Regions from separate parts of the Sus scrofa genome. Here region 1 is linked to region 2. Evidence: chromatin contacts called from public Hi-C data. All regions are on one chromosome and are shown on one strand. The core of a region is the stretch at or near the end of the contact, and the rest is flanking DNA. Distances in the headings are between cores, read along the strand shown. Region 1 holds the start of PRR16 (protein Largen). Region 2 has its middle 400 kb from the start of HSD17B4.

Region 1 (3,653 bases), core at 839-3,338, 490 kb before region 2:
ATAAGTTTCCTCCTCACATCTAACATCTGCATGGATCTCTGCTCTCAGGACCTCCGTAGTAATTATGTTCTGTCTGTGGAACAACCTACAAGAATAGCATTTGCCACTGGCAAACTGAACCTTGCCGATGAATGGTCCATTTTAACAGACTTGCATTTGGTAACAAACGCGGAGTTGAGTTCACAGAGGTATTGGGGAGAAGGCGAGAAAGAGGGAGCTTCTTTTCTCACATCGGGATTGGAAACTGGATAGAGGAGCTTAATCTCCAGACAATCAAACCACCCTCAATCCTCTCCCACTTGGCCTCCGAAACAGGATTACAATTTTGGACCTCGATACGCCCCACCTCTTCCCTTCCCATAGCAGCCACCACCTTCGAAGTTACACTGTTAGCTCTCAGACAACTGGGGCGCGGACTCGCTGAGCTGACCGAGAACCAGGAACCACACCGGGCACTCATTCAGTAGTGGAACACTGAGCTGGGACTCTACCACCAGCTCTGAGACACCACCGGCAGGTTCGCGGAAGACCCCACCCCTCCCAACTCTGCCCTTGCCTCCGCCTGGAGCTGCAGCCTGAGTTATGCATCCTCAGCCTCGACATTGGCTCTGCTTCTTTCTATACGGATCAAGGCTGGTGAGGGCAGGGGGGCAGAGTGGACTGAGGATGGCGAGGGGGGAGCGGAAAAGAAGCAAAACAGTCCTGGTTCCCAAAAGCCAGGACGTAAGTGGCAAGACACCGATGCAGGCACACTACACACACACACACACACACACACACACGCACTCACCAAAGCGCCCTGCGCCCCAGGTTCCATGCCAACTGGCAACAAGACAGGAGGATGGAAGGAGGTGAGGTGGCGGGAAGGCCCGTTACAGAGAGCGACAATCCGAGGAGAGCAAGGGACGTCTGAGGAACTGCAAAAGTGAGAAAGTCCCAGACCCCTTCCACAGCCCCAAGTCTGGGCTCTCCTGCCAGCAGCCCCGAGTCGCCTTTTCTCCAGCAGGGCTCGGGAAGCCGAGAGAGAGAGGAGCTGGAGCCGAGCTTCTCCCAGGCCGTCCTCCCGGGCCTGGCCCGGGGCCCGGAACCCTGCCCCACTTCAGCCCCGGCTTGGGGAGGCTGCCAGGCAAGGAGCGACTTGCCAAAGGACTCCAGGGGAGCAGGAGGGCAAGAGAGGCGCATCTTGCACACTCTCTGTCCGGCTGCTGCTTTCTTTCTCTGTCGACACACCCCCGGTTAAGCCCTTTCCCCAGGCACACACACACACACACACACACACACGCAGCTAAAGAGACAGGCGGGTTCACCCCTCCCACCACCTCAAGTCTATCGATTAAAACACTAGTTGATTTCTTCCTGATTTAAAAAAAAAAAAAAAAAAAAAAAAAGTGCAACAACTCTTCAGAGTCGCCCAAGCAAAGAAAAGTCCGTCTGCAGGGATCCTTCTATAGTTTCCTAGGAGTTAGGAAATCTGGCTGTTGCCAGTGAAAACGGGACCGGGAACGCCGAGGGGTGGGGGTGGAGGGAGGTGAGAGGCGACGAACTCCTTCCCCACCCCTGAGACTCTCACCTCCTTAAGTTCCTTGGCCACGTCCTTCAGGTCGCCCAGGACTAATTCCAGATCCTCCACGATGATCTTGATTTGTTCCTTCACCTTGGTCTTGGAGGCTGCCGGCGGTCCCTCGGCTGGAGAGGACGAGGCGGGGGTCCCTTTGGACTTGGCTGACATTCTTTGGGGGCAAGCGAGGCAGGTCAGCACAGGCGGGCGAGCGGAGGCTGCTGCGCGCCCCGGTCCCTGGCGCCGCTGCGGCCGCTGCCGCCCCAATCCCCCCACATCTTGGACGCTCTTCGGGCAGCGGAGGGTGGCTGCGCTCGGCGCTGGGCCGGGCGGCCGCACTGTGGTGCTGCCATCAACTCCCCAAGACGCGGCGTTCGGCGCGGGGCTGCAGACGGGCGAACAGCGCGCCTGCGCCTCCTCCCGCCGCTCTCGCGCGCACACACGCACTCGCTCCCCGCCCGCGGAGAGGGGCGCGGGACCGCCTTTACCAGGGCTGTCAGCAGCAGTCTCGGCGGCATGTGCCTCCGGAATCTCTCCCAGAACACCTGGGCATCAAGGAGCTGGGAGACAAATTCGTGTCCTGCCCACCCCCTCGTCTAGATCCTGAAATGCCCTCATTGCAACCTGCTGGAGGTCTTCTCACATCTAGCTTGGATTCCTTCCGCTTCCCCCTCCCAGCAGAGACCTGGATCCCCACCAGCTTCCTAATCATAAGCAGTAGGATCAGATTAGGGTTGTTAAAGCGACCCTAAATTTTTATCCAGGACCAAAGTATGTCGTGAAGGCCTCCAGGTGTTCTCCTACTCACCTAGGAGTTAAACGCAGGTGTTCTTAACTTGTGCAGGAAAAAAAGAAAAAAAAAAAAAGTGGATTAAAAGCGACCCCTCACCCCCTGGAGTCATATCTAACCAATGTTCTTGAAAGAGGTATCTTAAGCAATCCTGCTGATTCCACAAAGCTAATACCGGATTTATTAATTGGAAGTCCTCACACCAAAAATCCCCTGGGAGGCTGTCTGAGTCATCTTGGCTGCACTTAACTGGGACAGCTTTTTTTTTTTTTTTTTTTTTTTTTCCTAGCTGTCCTTCCTCTTTTCATGACCTATGCTGATGTCTGTTTTGGGTACTGGGGGAGATACATTGGATCTCCTCCTGTGAGAGCTGAGTAAAAAGAGTTTGTTTCCAACGTTTTTTTTTTTTTTTGCATCCATTTCAAGTCTTTTGCTGCTAAACAGGAAAAAACTTTCTGACCTTTCTGTCAAAATGACCAAGGGAGGGAAGTTAATAGGAAGCTTTCCGTGGTTTAATTCTCAATAGGTGGCTACGATTCTCATTAGTTAAAGGTTTAATTTTCTTAGTAGCAAATCCATGGGTTATTAGCTACTGACCTGGCAAGCTGGATCTATGTTTTTTCTTTCGGTGCACCCTACTCAAGATCATTATTTTAATAAGCTTCCCATTTGGTCATGCCTTAGCAGGGCTCTCTGCTTCTTGCTTCTCACACCCCAGGTTCCAACATGAAGAAAGTCTTGGCAGTTCTCCTCTTCCTAGTTCCTTAAAGCCCGCATATTCACTTTCTTCATCCTGAATAATTCACCTTGATAAAATCCTTGAAATTCATATTTGAAATATGGATGAAGAAAGAGAAAACAGAAGAAAAACAGCAGTTTAGAACTGGTGTCAAAACAACAGCAACGAAAAATTAGAGGAAAAAGAAAAAAAGGTAGAAAGCAGAGGCTGCTGGAGGAGAATTAAAATAAGAATAAAGGAACCAGTATGCACTAAGCAAATTGAAAAGAGATGAAATCATTAGAAGTATTAAATAAGTAATGTACTTGATTTCTCTAAGGTAGAGGGAATATACATATATTTTAATTCCCCTTGTCTCTGCAGGTTCCTCTCTATTTTATAAAGATGTAAAAGAGAGTTCCCCTTGTGGCTCAGCAGGTTAAAAACACTACTTGGATCCATGAGGATGCTGGTTCGATCCTGCCTCACTCACTGGGCTAAGGATCCAGTGTTGCCATGAACTGTGCTGTAGGTATCAGACGCAGCTCAGGTCCCAAGTTGCTGTGGCTATGATGTAGGTCAACAGC
Region 2 (3,616 bases), core at 1,058-3,557:
TAAAATGAACTTCTAGAGATGAAAACTATTAAGGCACAAAGTGAAAAGTACAGTAGATGGGAATAACATCAGATATAAAAGTGCAGAATAAAATTGACAAACTTGAAAACAGCAGTAGAAATAACCCAAAATGAAACATAGGAGAAAAAAGGGCTTTTCTGACTTTTAAATAATCAGGCCATTACTAAGCTATGGGACAAGGTCCAGCAGTCAAGGCATGTGTAATTAGAATCTCCAAAGAAGAGCAGTGAGGGGAAGATAAATAATTAAAAATATAGTTTTCAAAAATATTATAAATTTTATAAATATCTTAAACCAATGGACCCTCAAAACCCAACAAACCTGAAAGAACCAAAAAAAAAAAATGAAGCAAACTACATCACAACAAGTAATAATGAAATTTATGAAAACCAATTAAAAAAAGCTTAAAGAGAAAAAGTATATTACATACACACAATCACAAGAATCATAGGAAAGGAAGAAGTAAAACTGTTTTGCAAATATTATGATTATCTAAGTACAAATTTCTTGGAATCAACAAGTATCAGTAGAATTAATGAGAGAATTTAGCAATGGTGTCAGATACAAGATCAATGCAGAAAAACCACTTTTATTAATTTCTTCTAACAATGACCAATCAGAAATTGAAGTTATAAAAGCAATTTATGATGGAATTGAAAATATGAAATACCTAAGACCCAATCTGTGGATGTGCAAAAAGATCCAAAGATCTGCAAGATGTGCAAGATTTATTTCCTGAAAAATATAAAATATTGCTGAGAGAAATTAAAGTTCTAAATAAATGGAAAGATGTGTTGATGGATAAAAAACACTAAATATTGTTAAATTGTTACTTTTTTCCATATTGATCAACACAGCTCCATTAAAAAATATCAGCATATATTTTTGTCAAAATTGACAAGGTGATCCTAAAATTTATATAACCATGAAAGACCTAAAATAGCTTAAACAACTTTAAAAGGGGAGAAGAAAATTGATTTTCATATTCTTTTTTTTATTTTTACTTTATTTTTATTACCCAATGAATTTATTACCTTTGTAGTTGTACAATGATCATCACAACCCAATTTTATAGGATTTCCATCCCACAACCCCAGCACATCCCCCACCCCCCAAACTGTCTCCTTTGGAGACCATAAGTTTTTCAAAGTCTGTGAGTCAGTATCTGTTCTGCAAAGAAGTTAATTCTGTCCTTTTTTTCAGGTTCCACATGTCACTGAAAGCATTTGATGTTGGTGTCTCATTGTCTGGCTGACTTCACTTAGCATGATAATTTCTAAGTCCATCCATGTTGCTATCATATTTTGTCTTATTTCACAACTTATCATATGGTAAGAGTGACAGTAATCAATATAGTGTGGTATTGATGTAGAGATAATAGATCAACAGAACAAAGTGGAGTTCAGAACAGCCTCCCTCCAACACACAGTCAAATGATTTTTGACAAAGCCACAAAGAAAATTCAGCAGAGAAAAGAGGGGCTGCTGGCACAGTTCAATATCCTTATGTGAAGTGTATACTCTACTTCAGGTTTCTGGAGCACAGAAGTACCCTCCTTATTAGAGAACAACTCTGGTTGTTCTGGTAGAAATTAAGTCCTTGACCACGATTCATGAACCAGTTATGTCTCTGAGGTGCTTATCATGTCAATTCTATTGAGCCATAATATCAGGGGATTGAAAAACCAATTTTATAGTGGAAGGGATACATCCATACCCAACCCTGAATAGGTCCCTAAATGTAGGGAACCCACTTTCTTAATAATGTCCTTTGCTCTTAGAAAAAAATTATCTCTATCTTCCAAGGTTGTTTGCTATGCAAATATAATATCCAGAAACAAAAATATGTTCAGAACAAGGGCAGTCAGTGTTTCTGCTCATAAAATGTATAGAAATATGTCACCCAACACTCAGCTATGGGGATGCAGAGACAGTGAAGAATTCACAAAGTACCCCTGGAAAAATATTTCTATATAAGTGAAGCTAGCTTACTACTGTAATTAAGTATGGCTATTCTCACTCTCTTTAACTTCCCCACTTTCCCCATCACACGAACAAAACTGGAAATGGATCAGTATCAGAAACTATAAACAAAGAATGCAGGAAGGTGTTCATGACAAACAGAAAAAACTGGCAGTACCCACCATTCTCCAGATCTTTCTGGGCTTACTTACCCTCACTGAATCTTAGCTGAGGGGCGGAGGGGGTGACATCTAACTCTGAATGAATACTGAGTTATTGACTATTATACAGATTTGGATGTTCTGAATCTAGACTGATCTTCTTCTCTTAAAATAGCACCAAAGTTTGTGAAATTTTCTAAATTTCCACCCAGGGGAAAAAAAACTAATCACACTGACCAAATTAAAGGGCTCTGAGAGAAAAAATTTGCTTTATACTTAGGTTCCACTAGCAGTTTTGGTGTCAATATGTCACTTAATACATATAAATTGTGCATAAAAAATATCCATTAAAGGGAATTATCTCAGGGAATTAAAATTTTACTGTTTTATCTTTTATCTTACTGATTTCATCAATATTTGATCTTCATTTCTTTTTTTTTTTTTTTGGCTATGCCCACAGCATGCAGAAATTCCTGGGCTATGAATAGAACTCCTGACACAGCAGCAGCTCTGCAGTGACAATGCTTGATCCCTAACCCACTGCACCATAGGAGAACTCCAACATTTGACTTTATTGATAAATAAATGATATTACCTTACTAATTTGGAAAGGAATAATTAGAGATTCGATATAATGAAATAAAATTGAAAACATAAAAAAAAAAATTGGGAGCCCAGAATGGATTCAAGAGTTAACCAACATCCTTTGAAAAACCACTTTCTTCAAACATCATAATCTCATATTAAGGGGCCTTTAGGTAGAGCCAGGGACACACTCACTCAGCTATATTCAAGAAGCAAAACTATATATAGCACATCTATCAGACCACAAGAGGAGAGAACCAGGCTTTATAAAAGTAAAAATCAGCTTTGCCATGATAGCACTTTGGAGAAATATACTGCTGACTTAAAAAAAAAAAAAAAATGCACAACCTGAAAGTTAGTTTTTTTGGGGACAAAATAGGATTTAAGCCCAGGAGACAGCATCTCAGGTAGCCTTGAGAAACAGCTCTGAGGAGGTGAGGGAGGAGCCAGGAAATGTAGGAATTTTTACAACAAAGGGAGAGTAGCAGGAACAAGAGGTCTGGGCTCACCGAAGTCATTCCTTTGATATGCACCTCTGCTATCAGGGCCAGCATCTGGAGTTTTCACAGCCTGCAGGGCTCACCACCTCTCACCCCTGAGCTACCTGAAATACCACAAAGAGGAAGGAGGGGATATCAGGATAAGATAAAGGCAAGGGGGAGGTACAGGCAGCCATGCACACTTTTTACAAAAGTTTGCTGCTGATCTCAGGAAGGTTACTACTAGTCACAAGGAGCAGATATCACCATGAAGGATTTTAGTGTTTTTCTAAATATGAGAAAATGCAAGAATTGGGCACATAAAATCTTCTCCTAAAAATAATCTATCTGAAGACCTGTTCTTCCAGTTTTCCCAAAGCACAGAGTGCCTCACTCTTGATCTCCATGC

What was found. Hi-C and Micro-C count contacts between places; a contact is called where the count stands out from the background.
Region 1: a contact with region 2 is called in a Hi-C map of skeletal muscle, with 3 times the contacts expected there. The contact joins the promoter of PRR16 here to the enhancer-like site in region 2. A contact is called at or near these places in 1 of 5 promoter capture datasets (liver) and 11 of 47 Hi-C or Micro-C datasets (alveolar macrophages, embryonic fibroblasts, fetal heart ventricle and 4 more).

What each region holds. Positions count from the first base shown.
Region 1 is chr2:124,197,810-124,201,462 of Sscrofa11.1, reverse strand. It overlaps PRR16 (protein Largen), which reads right to left and starts at 2,088. Exons shown (of 3, transcript XM_021084676.1): 1 at 1,571-2,088. The coding sequence starts at 1,729.
Region 2 is chr2:123,709,617-123,713,232 of Sscrofa11.1, reverse strand. No RefSeq gene overlaps it. Among named protein-coding and RNA genes, the nearest start is that of HSD17B4, 400 kb to the right of the region's middle. Within about 2 kb of position 2,307, at least 2 of the 83 cell types and tissues checked have an H3K27ac peak or open chromatin away from gene starts, as enhancers often do.